Regions from separate parts of the Oryctolagus cuniculus genome. Here region 1 is linked to region 2. The links are chromatin contacts, called in public Hi-C maps. All regions are on one chromosome and are shown on one strand. Each heading gives the region's core, a stretch centred on a gene start, on an enhancer-like site or on the middle of the called end of the contact. The rest is flanking DNA. Distances are from core to core; before and after follow the strand shown.

Region 1 (4,955 bases), core at 1,293-3,792, 55 kb before region 2:
TGGGAGGTCTGCCCACGGCCCCAGAGGCAACACTTTTCCTGTGCAGGCACCTGGAGATGGGCTTTGGAGGGCTTGCTTCCCGTGGCAGGTGGATGTGCCCACCAGATGTCCACGGACTCACTCTCCGAGACCGAAGCTGGCTCGAGACGCCAGGCCATTCTGAACATTGCCTTCAGCTGGCTCAATGCTCTCAGAGTAGGGCGGGATGGGTGCCCTGCCTGGGACTTGAATGCTGTCATTGGCCTGCCAACAGCGCTAAGAAGTGGGGCCAGTTCTGTGGTTGTCAGTGCAGGGCAAGCCTGTCCCCTCCCCCAGCCAGTGACTTGCTAACTGATCACAATCGGGGTGTGGGTCACTGGGGTGCTACTGGCATCCAGTGTGTAGGAGGTGACAGCCTAGAGTGCACAGGCTACCCCTTCACCCCCAAAATCATGCCCCTCAAATTGTGAATCACGCCACAGCTAAAAACCCTGAGCTAGCTGGTTTCTTCCATGGCCAAGTGGGGATTTAATAATAGGCATTAAAAATATTCAGCACCACGCCGGCCCCAGAGTAGACACACAAGAATGCACACTGGCCTCTTTCTCGCCATGACGTCGTAAGCCGGGACTTCTCCATCCTGACAGGAACCTAATGCGTGCAAGCGGGGGCGGGGCCCAATGCTACGATGCAGGAGGCCTGACGGAGACAGGCGCTGGCTGCGCAGCTGGGACCACGACGTCGTAACGCGGGCGAGCAGGATCCTGCACACACTCAGCACGCCCTCAGCCCACAATGCCACATTCAATCTGCCCCAGACTGCCAAGGCCAGAGACTGAATGACTTCCAGATTGGCCACGGCCCCAACCCTTTCAGATCAGATAAGGCACACATTTTAGATAAAAGGGAAGCGAGTGGGAGGGGGGGAGCTCTCCCTGGTGACTGCTATCACTGCACAGACCCCCGGCTGGGGAGGGGCTGGGGTGCACTGACAGCTGCGGGGGCGGGGGGGGGATAGCAGGGCCATGCTGTTGTCCTCCATCTCTGTGAGCACCCGGCCATCAGGGGGCTCCGGTGTTGCCGCTACTCACTAGCAATCCCAAGATCCCGCCCGTTCATCACACTGGAAACCAGCAGACCCTCCTGTAACGGCCATCGAGGGGCTGTCCACAAGAGCCAGTGGGCAAAATGCCCACGGATGCAGCCTCTTCTACCTGACAGGTCGGGCGAGTGAGCAGACCTGGGGCAGCCTCGAGGCTGCTTCTTCCAGGAAGTCTTCCGTCTCCTCTACTGCTTCTCCTGGACTATATTCCATGGGCACCTTGGACCGCTCCAGCTTAGGTGACTGGGCACAAGGTCGCAGGACATAGGGATAGCTTTAGGAACACGTGGGCCCTCGTGGTTAGGTTATTTCCAAGATTTCTTGTGTAGTCTTTCAGTAAAACGCAAATGGTTCATTTCCGTGCAGACAGCGCAAGGCCTGGGAATGTACGGCCTTTCCTACAAGTTCAAGTGGTTGAGAAAATCGAGTTGTCCAGGAAAAGAGGAGCTGCACTCGGCTACTTCTGGGGTCAGCATTCCAAGCCCTAATCAGTTTAAGCAGACCGCATTCCCACACTCGGTAGTCTCTGGAGGAACACCACCCATCCTCTGCAAATGCCGAGTTAATTACCTGGGAGAAAACGTCCCAGGGGCTGCCTGGCCATTCAGGCCAATTGGAAAATGAACAGTGCAGCAGAGACTCCGAAATCCAGGGAGAGCAAGAGGAGTTAGCGCTGAACTCAGGATAAACAACCTGGTACTGTATCGACTGCTTGATAACGATGAAATTATTAGAGCAGCGACGATCTGTTGTGTTGAAGAGTATTTGGCATATCTGGAGACTATGAGACGTTCTGTCCGTAACCACATCTCTATAGAAGACAAACTTAGCTACGAGACTTGGCGATTTATATGGGAGGCATGCCAGCTTCCGCGAGGGTATCGGCGAGGGGTAAGCAGTATCTCACGGTACCCCTCGATGCAAGCGGGGAAACCTGTCTCAGAACCGAGGACTTCCGGGTTTCTAAGGTGCAACACCACCCGGTTAGCTGAGTCGAACTCTCCTACTGTTGATGCTACTTTGAAAAACAACTCAAATGTCATTTCATTCATAGACATTTGAGACGATCACAAGTAACTCCTCTAGGAATCACCATCAGCTCAAAGACTCTGCATTCACGTTGGCCTGCACTTGACAATCGCCTAGCGCTCCCAGGACCCGGATGCCCTGAGAGCAGGCCGCGGGCAGGGGCAGTGCAGGCGCCCAGTTCCTGTCCCCGCCGCGCCAGCCCGGATGGCTTCCTTTGTTAGCTGACTTTGGATGACAGAAACGGAACCAGGTCTGAAACCCCAGCTCAGTTAAGCCCCAGGCCTTTGGCTTCCTTAAGTTGATTGCTTTACCAGGACTCCGGAGACAATAAGGGGAAGTTTCCCATTTCCTCCTTGGGTGGGAGGAAGGGTCTTTGGCCCTCTTGGGGCTGTGTGAGCCACCAGAGCAGACACAGCTCAGATTGGAAAGCCAGCGGCTCTACTGTCAGCACATGGGCTGCCGGGCGCCGGCTGCCGCCTCTGGCTCCGCGTGGCACAGTCAGAATGGTGTGGCCTGAAGCCTGCCAGTGTTCTGTCAGCATTCTTGAGGCTATAACAAAACGAAAACTGCAAGCCGGGCCAGGCCAAAGCGCAGGTGCCGAGGCAGGGTGGAGTCCAGGCCCGTGGCGGAGGTGCTGGGCTCCCAGGGAACCTTCCGGAGGCCCAGCGAGGGCCAGGGCTGGACCCCACACCTCCCAGCCCAGTCCCATCGGGGCTCTGCGGTTTGCCCACCTCAAGGCTTAAATGGGTCAGAGCAGGAGCTGGCATGAAGCCTGCTCAGGAGACAGCAGCCCCGCCCAGGGATGCACCTTGTCCCCGTGCAGCGCGCCCCGGAGGCAGGGGCCACCGTCACCCCGGGCCCTGATCCACACAGCCCCGGCCTCGGCTGAGTGACTGGCCCACGTGAAGACCCCTTCTCCCGGATCTTCCTCAGAGGGCATCTGACCGACTTGGACAGGAGAAGGCTCCACTCTGACCGACAAGCATCAAGATACGAAGCAGAAGAACATCGCGGCCGCACCTCCATCAATCTACCTTGTTTTATTCAGATGAGAGTTTTTGACTGAAAATGAGGCTCAGTGGGGCAAAAAGGCACGCATAGGTTTACAGGTGTGAACACAGCAGCGAAGTCAGAGTTCACGGCCAGGGAGGGGCCCTGTTCTCTCTTCTGCAGGAGAGTCGGGCAGGACAGGATGGGCCCCGGTCTCCCTCAGAGTGCAAAACGCCGACGCCTGGGTCCCCACAGACCCTGGCCCACCAAGAGCTGCAGAGGGAGCAGCGCCAGTGACGGCGCCCCATTCCCCGACGGTTGCCGCCCCCCAGGTCTATTTTATAGCTTGAGGAATTCCTGCATTGGTTCATTGTACTCACGTGAATAAATCATATTAGATTTTGTTAAAAGTCTTTGTGGTATGAAAAATACTTTCTTGGTGCTGGCACTGTGACGTACGTAGAGAGTAAAGCTGCCTGCAGTGCCAGCATCCCATATGGGCACTGGGTCAAGACCCAGCTGCTCCACTTCCAATCCAGCTCTCTGCTATGGCCTGGGAAAGCAGCAGAAGATGGCCCAAGTCCTTGGGCCCCTGCACCCACATGGGAGATCCAGAAGAAGCTCCTGGCTCCTGGCTTCTGATCAGCTCAGCTCTGGCCATTGTGGCCATCCGGGGAGTGAACCAGCAGATGGAAGCCCTCTCTCTCCCTCTCTCTCTCTCTCTCTCGCTCTCTGCCTCTCTGTAACTCTGCCTTTCAAAAAATAAATAAATCTAAGAGAGAGAGAGAGAGAGAGAGAGAGAGAGAGAGAGAGAGAGAGAGAAAGAAAGAAAGAAAGAAAGAAAGAAAGAAAGAAAGAAAGAAAGAAAGAAAGAAAGAAAGGCAAGCACAGAGCACGAGATGGATCGCAGCTGGCATGGAGGGATCCGAAACCGTTCTCCCAGACGCCACCACTCTAAAGCCAACCAGGGAACTGTGCAGCCAGCCACTGTGTGCACTTAACAGCTAAAAAGAAATCACAGGATTTTCCGTTCAGGAGAATTTGCAGGATCGCAGAAGTGTGAGTCCGTGACTCCATGGATCCTTTGACAGGCAGCGCCTGGGTTCAACTCCTGCCCCCGCCTCCTGCCAATGAGCTCCTGGGGGCAGCACGGTGACTCCAGTACCTGTGCCCCTGCCGCTCACAGAGACCTGCTCTGCACTCCTGGTTCCTGGGTTAGGTCCTGGCCCAGCCCCTGGCCAAGTTCCCACTCACTGTGGGCATTTGTAGAGACGGAAGATCTCTCTTCTCCCACCCTGCCACACCCCAAATAAAGAAATATTTAAAAAAAAAAAAAAAAAGGTTCCTAAGCTGGCCTGAAAGACGATGAAAGATGCCTCCAGCTCGCTGAGAACGGGGCGTGGTGCAGAGTACAGCCAGGAGAACAGGGCCCCGCCCGCGTGTGCACCTGCGCTGGAGGCCAGGGCTTCGGGGAGGGATTACTGTTGCCTCAGGCACACCCGGTCTCCACAGTGACCACAGCTGCCGTGGGGGATACAGCCCCGTCCTGTGGGTGGAAACCAGACGCGGCCCTCCCTCTCTGAAGCCAACAGCAAGGCACAGACACGACACGAGGGCTGTCCTGTCTCTGGAGAGAAGCCTGACTTTACCTAGACCCACAATCCTCGAAGAGACAGAGGAGCATCCAGGCTTAGAAAAAAATGCGTGATTTTACATCTAGGGAATAAAGAAACGCTACTTTTATAAATAAATCCAGACCAGGATGTGTGTATAAAAATTGTCTAAAAAAGTATTTCAGGGGCCAGCCTTGTGATGCAGCAGGTCAAGCCACTGCTTGCAACACCTGCATCCCACG
Region 2 (4,745 bases), core at 654-3,153:
TCTTGTACACCCGAAGTCATGCGCGTACGAATCACCGTTCTTTAATTAAGGCAGGGAAGGAGTGTGCCGATAACATCGGAGCAACCTCCATGCCGGGCTCCTCACGCAGAGTCCCCGGAGGGACCCGGCCGAGCCGGTGGGCAGGAATGTGCTTTAGAGGATAATTACAGGGAAGTCTGAAAAATCCTCCCAGAGTCCACTCATCAGGAGCCTGGAGTTTCAGGCGAGAACAGCAGCTCCCAGCAGTGAGTGAGCAGCTCCCGTCGCTTCCAAAGTCCTAAACGGCCAACGCCGGCCAGAAAACCGAGCTCCAAAAAGCCGCTCGCCCCACCCACGGGAGCCTTCTCCCACTGGCCTTGGGTCCTAACCACCTCTTCCTGGAAGCCAGAAGTCTTCTGGTCACTATTTCAAGACCAAAGCCTACTCTTGTGAAAGCCTTTTTTTTTTTTTTTTTTTTTTTTGGCCATGCTTACTGCTGGCTCTGGAACTTGGCAAGCTGGGGTCCCATTGGAGCCATCCCAAGTTCATTGCTGACGGAACCATCACCACCCAGGATGAGACCTGTGTGCACATGGTCAGTGTATTCTGGTCTGTCACAGCCCATACTTTATATGGGGTGCAGCGCAGTTAGGGCGGACAGCGCGCCCAGAATAGTCAAGCTTAAAAAGTAAGAATGATCCCAGCCACCGACGGGCAAGATTGAGAATCAGAGAGGGCGAGCGGTCCGGCGGGCAGGGAGGATCGCGCAGCCGCAGCCTCTGTGGGCAAAGCGCACCCCTTCCAGGCCACACCTTCGGGCCTCGGAGCCGCCTGACAGCCGGCGGCCGGGAGCAGTGCAGGCAGGCTCGGCTCGGCTCGGCTTGGCCTGGCCCGGCCCGGCCCGGCCCGGCCCGGTCCGCGCGCAGATCCGTAGGCTCCCTTCTGGGCGAGCGCAGAGCCAGAGGAAGTGGAAGCTAGGAAAACAGTGCGGGGAACAATGAGATGCAGTTTCGCTTTGGCTTCACCCTCCAGTGCAGCTGTGGTTACAACTTTTTTTTTTTTTAAGAAAAATAAATTAATCAAAGGCAGAGAGTGCAGGGTGGTAACTTTTCAAAGCCGGCCGTCCGGGAGAGCTCACTCCCGCGTCCGAGCGTGCAAAGCCGTGGGAAAGCGAAGACACAGCCGCTTCCAGCCAAGCGGCCCAGAGCCCTTCAGCCCCAGCCACCAGTCTCCAAACAACGAGAAACACGCCCAAAGCCGCTCCCCGGCACACGTGTGGGGGGCTCCGAGCGGCGTGCGGCGCGCGCGCGCCCGCTCCTCCGGCCCCAAGCCCCCTCGCGCGCCCTGGGCAGGTGGCGGCGCCCGGCTGCCCGAGCGCCCGCGATGCGGGTTCCAATCCCATGGGCTCCCGGCCACCCGCTCCCCGCCACCGCGCGCGCTAACCTCGTCCCGGTCCCCCGGCCCGCAGCTGTTCCCTCACTCTCCCATACCCAGACCCTAACAAAGGGGCCTCCGTCATGGATGCGCGATCCGGCCCCGAGCGCAGGCGGCCGCGCCACGCGGGACCCCCGAGGGCTCCGGGCGCGGACAAAGGGGCCCTGCGGGGCGCGGGGCGCGGGGCGGGACCCCGGGGCGCGGAGCTGGCGAGGGACTCACCTTCGCGGCGGCCCGGCTGCGCTCCTCGTGCAGCAGGAGGGCGGCGGGCAGCAGCAGCAGCCAGAGGCCGAGCCGGGGCCCCATGGTGGCGCGCCCGGGGCGGCGGGGGACGGCGGCCGGGTGCGCGGGGGCCGCGGCGGAAGGCTCGCTCTCCGAGGGCTGGGGCGCGAGCGCTGCGCACCGTCCCGGGCGCGGCGGCTCCGAGCGGAGACCTGAGTGCGGCCGGCGGAGCTCCCCAATTTGTTGGCGCTGCCCCCTCCCCTTGGCGACGGTGCGCGGGCGGCGTCTCAAAGGGGTGGACCCTGCGGCGCGGGTAAGAGGCGGCGGGAGCGCGCAGCCCCGGGACTGCGGCCGCCGTGCGCCGGGACGCTGAGACTCTGAGCTCCGCGCTCAGGGCTCCCGCGCCGAGACCCCCGCAGTCCCGCGCCCGCCCCTCGGGGCCCAAGGGGCCCGGGGCCGAGCGAGGCCGGCTCCGCCGCTACTGCGCCGCGGGCGGGCGCTTCTGGACCGGTCAGCGCGCGCAGGCTGCAGCCCCTGAAGCCCGGCCGGGAGGTGAGAGCGACCCCCGCGCGGCGCCCAGACCCAGGCCGCAGGGAGGGGGGACTTGGGGCGCCCGGGGCCGCGTGCTCCTCCGGTTCGGAGTGGAGAGATGGGACGACCGCCCGGGGAGGATCGCGCTGCCTGGACCGAGCGGCGCCGGCCGGGCCTAATGCGGAGGCGCCCCTTTCTGCCTGGTCCGGAACTGGCCTCTGGGCACCCCTCCGGGGCAGCCAGGGGCGCGCCGCGCTGTGCCGGCGTCTCCCTTACGGAAACCCGCGGCGAGGATGCTTCGCCGCCCTCCCCTTGCTAAACCCGCTTTGTCTCTCGCCTCCAGGCAGGGAGCTACCCACACGAGCGGACCGACGGGGAGCATGGGCCGGGAGCGGCGCGCGGCGTCGGGCTCAGCCATGCGGCGGTAAGTGGCTGCGCGCCCGGTCCCCACGGGTCCCGTTCGCAGGGGCCCCTGCCCGCCTACTTTCAGGAACTGACAAGCCCGGGCCCGCAGGCTCAGGTCGCTCTTTCCCCCCTCCTCCCACCCAGGTGGCTGCTGCTGGGGGCCGTGACCGCGGGGTTCCTGGCCCAGAGCGTCTTGGCGGTAAGTCCTGGCGGCGGCTCCCTGCGCCCCACGGGGGCTGGGCGGCCCGCACGTGTCCATGCGGGCGTGTGCGGGTGCGTCAGCCCTTGCCCAGAGCGATAATTAGAAACGTAGCCCAGGGCGCACAGCTCATGCCTTAAGAGCCGGGAAGTCTCCCTGGAAGGTTTGCGGGGCTCTGTTGCATCCAGCTAATGCGGGCAGTGTGATTTTGGTTTCGTGGAGTGGGAGGCTGTGGGGTAATGAGGCAGCTTCCTAGTGTTAACCATGGTGCAATGAAAGCCCTGAGCTTTCTCCCAAGTCTTGTGGGCCCTGGATGAGCCACAGGTGGGAGCCGCCAGTGGCCTGGCCCCTGAGACCCTGTGCAGGGCAGCGGCGGCCCTGATGCTGGTGCTGTCTCTGGGCATGGTGGTCCCACTGCATTTTGCGTCAGGAGCAGGAGCCACCTTGTAGGAGCTCATTGGAGCCCTGGGTCACACAGGGCAGGTGTGGTGGTCTCTCCGGGGGCTGAAAATGCCCACCCCCCAACTGTCCCGGGTCCTGTGGCCTGGGCACTCCTGACCTCACCCCACAGTGTGTGGAGGGCTCAAGGCCTCAGCCATTGTGTGCGCCGCAACTCTGCCCTGCTGTAAGCCAAGGGGGATGTTCAGGGGAGCGAGCGAGGAAGGAGCTGCTGCCCCGGAGACTGTGGCCACAGCCGTCCAGGCCCGCGGCTCCTGGAACCTGGAGTGTCCCTGAAGCTGCTCTGTGATGGCCTCGGGGCTCCTCGTGCCCAGGCTTCTGAGCCCTGGGCGACCCACACCCACTCTGGGAGGAGGCAGGCCTCAGGAAGCACCCAGCCGAAGTGTGGGATGTGTGCACAGCAGCCCTGCTGGGTCTGTGTCTCCCGTGGTCCCCTGGGGCGCCGGTGGTAACAGGCGCATCCTCATTCCAGAGGATGGGGACTCCCGGGAGTTGTTAACTGGGACGAGCATGAGGGCTGCAGATCAGCTAGGGACTCACCCCAGATTTGTCTCTCTGTGCCTGCAGGGCCTCCCTGCTGCTCCCCCACTTGTCCCGCTGCACATGGCTAGCTAATCCTGGCGGGGGGGGGGGTGGCCAGGAGCATTTACAACCTGGCAGAGCTGTTCGGACTACACGGCTTGCATCCTGGGGGCTGGCTCAGGAAGCACTGGGTGTCTGGGTCCTTCGGGGTGGAGCCCAGCAGTCTGCATTCCCGCCTGCTGCCTGCCAAGGTAGGGGAGCCATGGATGGAGCAGGGGTGAGGGCGAGGCCGGCACCTGAGGCCCCGGTGCCGATTACAGTTCCTGGCCTTTAGAACCTACAGCTACAAAAGCCAAAGCAAGTTGTCCTGGCTCAAGCTGTGAATGCGCTGGGTGGGTTCAGCCCTGGACTGATTGCTGCCGCTCAGCCCCCGTGGCACCAGCTGTGACTCATGAGCCAATTCCTTGAGCTTTAACTCGATTCATTGAAAGTCGCTCTTAACGGTGCCGAGTCCAGCCCCTCCACACTTGGCAGCCGTGATCAAAGCCCCCTCCCGGCCCGCTGTCTCCGGGCTCCGTCCAGCGTGGGGCATTTCCTCTTGGATCCTGGAGAGCCTTGGGCTGGCCGCAAGTAATTGTTTAATGAGCCCTCCCCCTGTGCCAAGCTGTGCCCATTAACACCGCAAAGCCTCCCTGGAGACACCTGAGCTCAGGAACTGTTTCCCCAATTTGCAGGTGACGAAAAAGGTACAAAGCATCGAACGTGCCAGTGTCTGGCTGTCTCTATAATGGACAAGGGCGGGGGGGAGGCACTGGCCACTGGCCAGCAGTGAGGGAGCCCCCGAGTTTCAGTCTTTGGAGTCTTTTGGGGGGTGGGGCCTGTCTCCTTGGATTGACCTTAGACTGAGGGGTTCCTGGGAAGTGAGTCTCCCGTCTGCTCTGGTACAGGATTGGGAGCACAGAGCAGGGAGGAAGTTACAGCATGGGGTGGGGGA

What was found. Hi-C and Micro-C count contacts between places; a contact is called where the count stands out from the background.
Region 1: a Hi-C map of an unstated tissue shows a contact between it and region 2, with 2.6 times the contacts expected there. The contact joins the enhancer-like site here to the promoter of COL4A2 in region 2. A contact is called at or near these places in 3 of 6 Hi-C or Micro-C datasets (ear pinna, psoas muscle and an unstated tissue).

What each region holds. Positions count from the first base shown.
Region 1 is chr9:2,686,763-2,691,717 of mOryCun1.1, reverse strand. The region is part of intron 2 of COL4A1 (collagen type IV alpha 1 chain); the gene reads right to left. Among named protein-coding and RNA genes, the nearest start is that of COL4A1, 55 kb to the right of the region's middle. Within about 2 kb of position 2,542, at least 2 of the 8 cell types and tissues checked have an H3K27ac peak or open chromatin away from gene starts, as enhancers often do.
Region 2 is chr9:2,631,782-2,636,526 of mOryCun1.1, reverse strand. It overlaps COL4A2 (collagen type IV alpha 2 chain), which reads left to right and starts at 1,903. Exons shown (of 48, transcript XM_051849971.2): 1 at 1,903-2,187; 2 at 2,510-2,590; 3 at 2,716-2,770. The coding sequence starts at 2,547. COL4A1 (collagen type IV alpha 1 chain) reads right to left here and starts at 1,881. Exons shown (of 52, transcript XM_051849972.2): 1 at 1,636-1,881. The coding sequence starts at 1,719.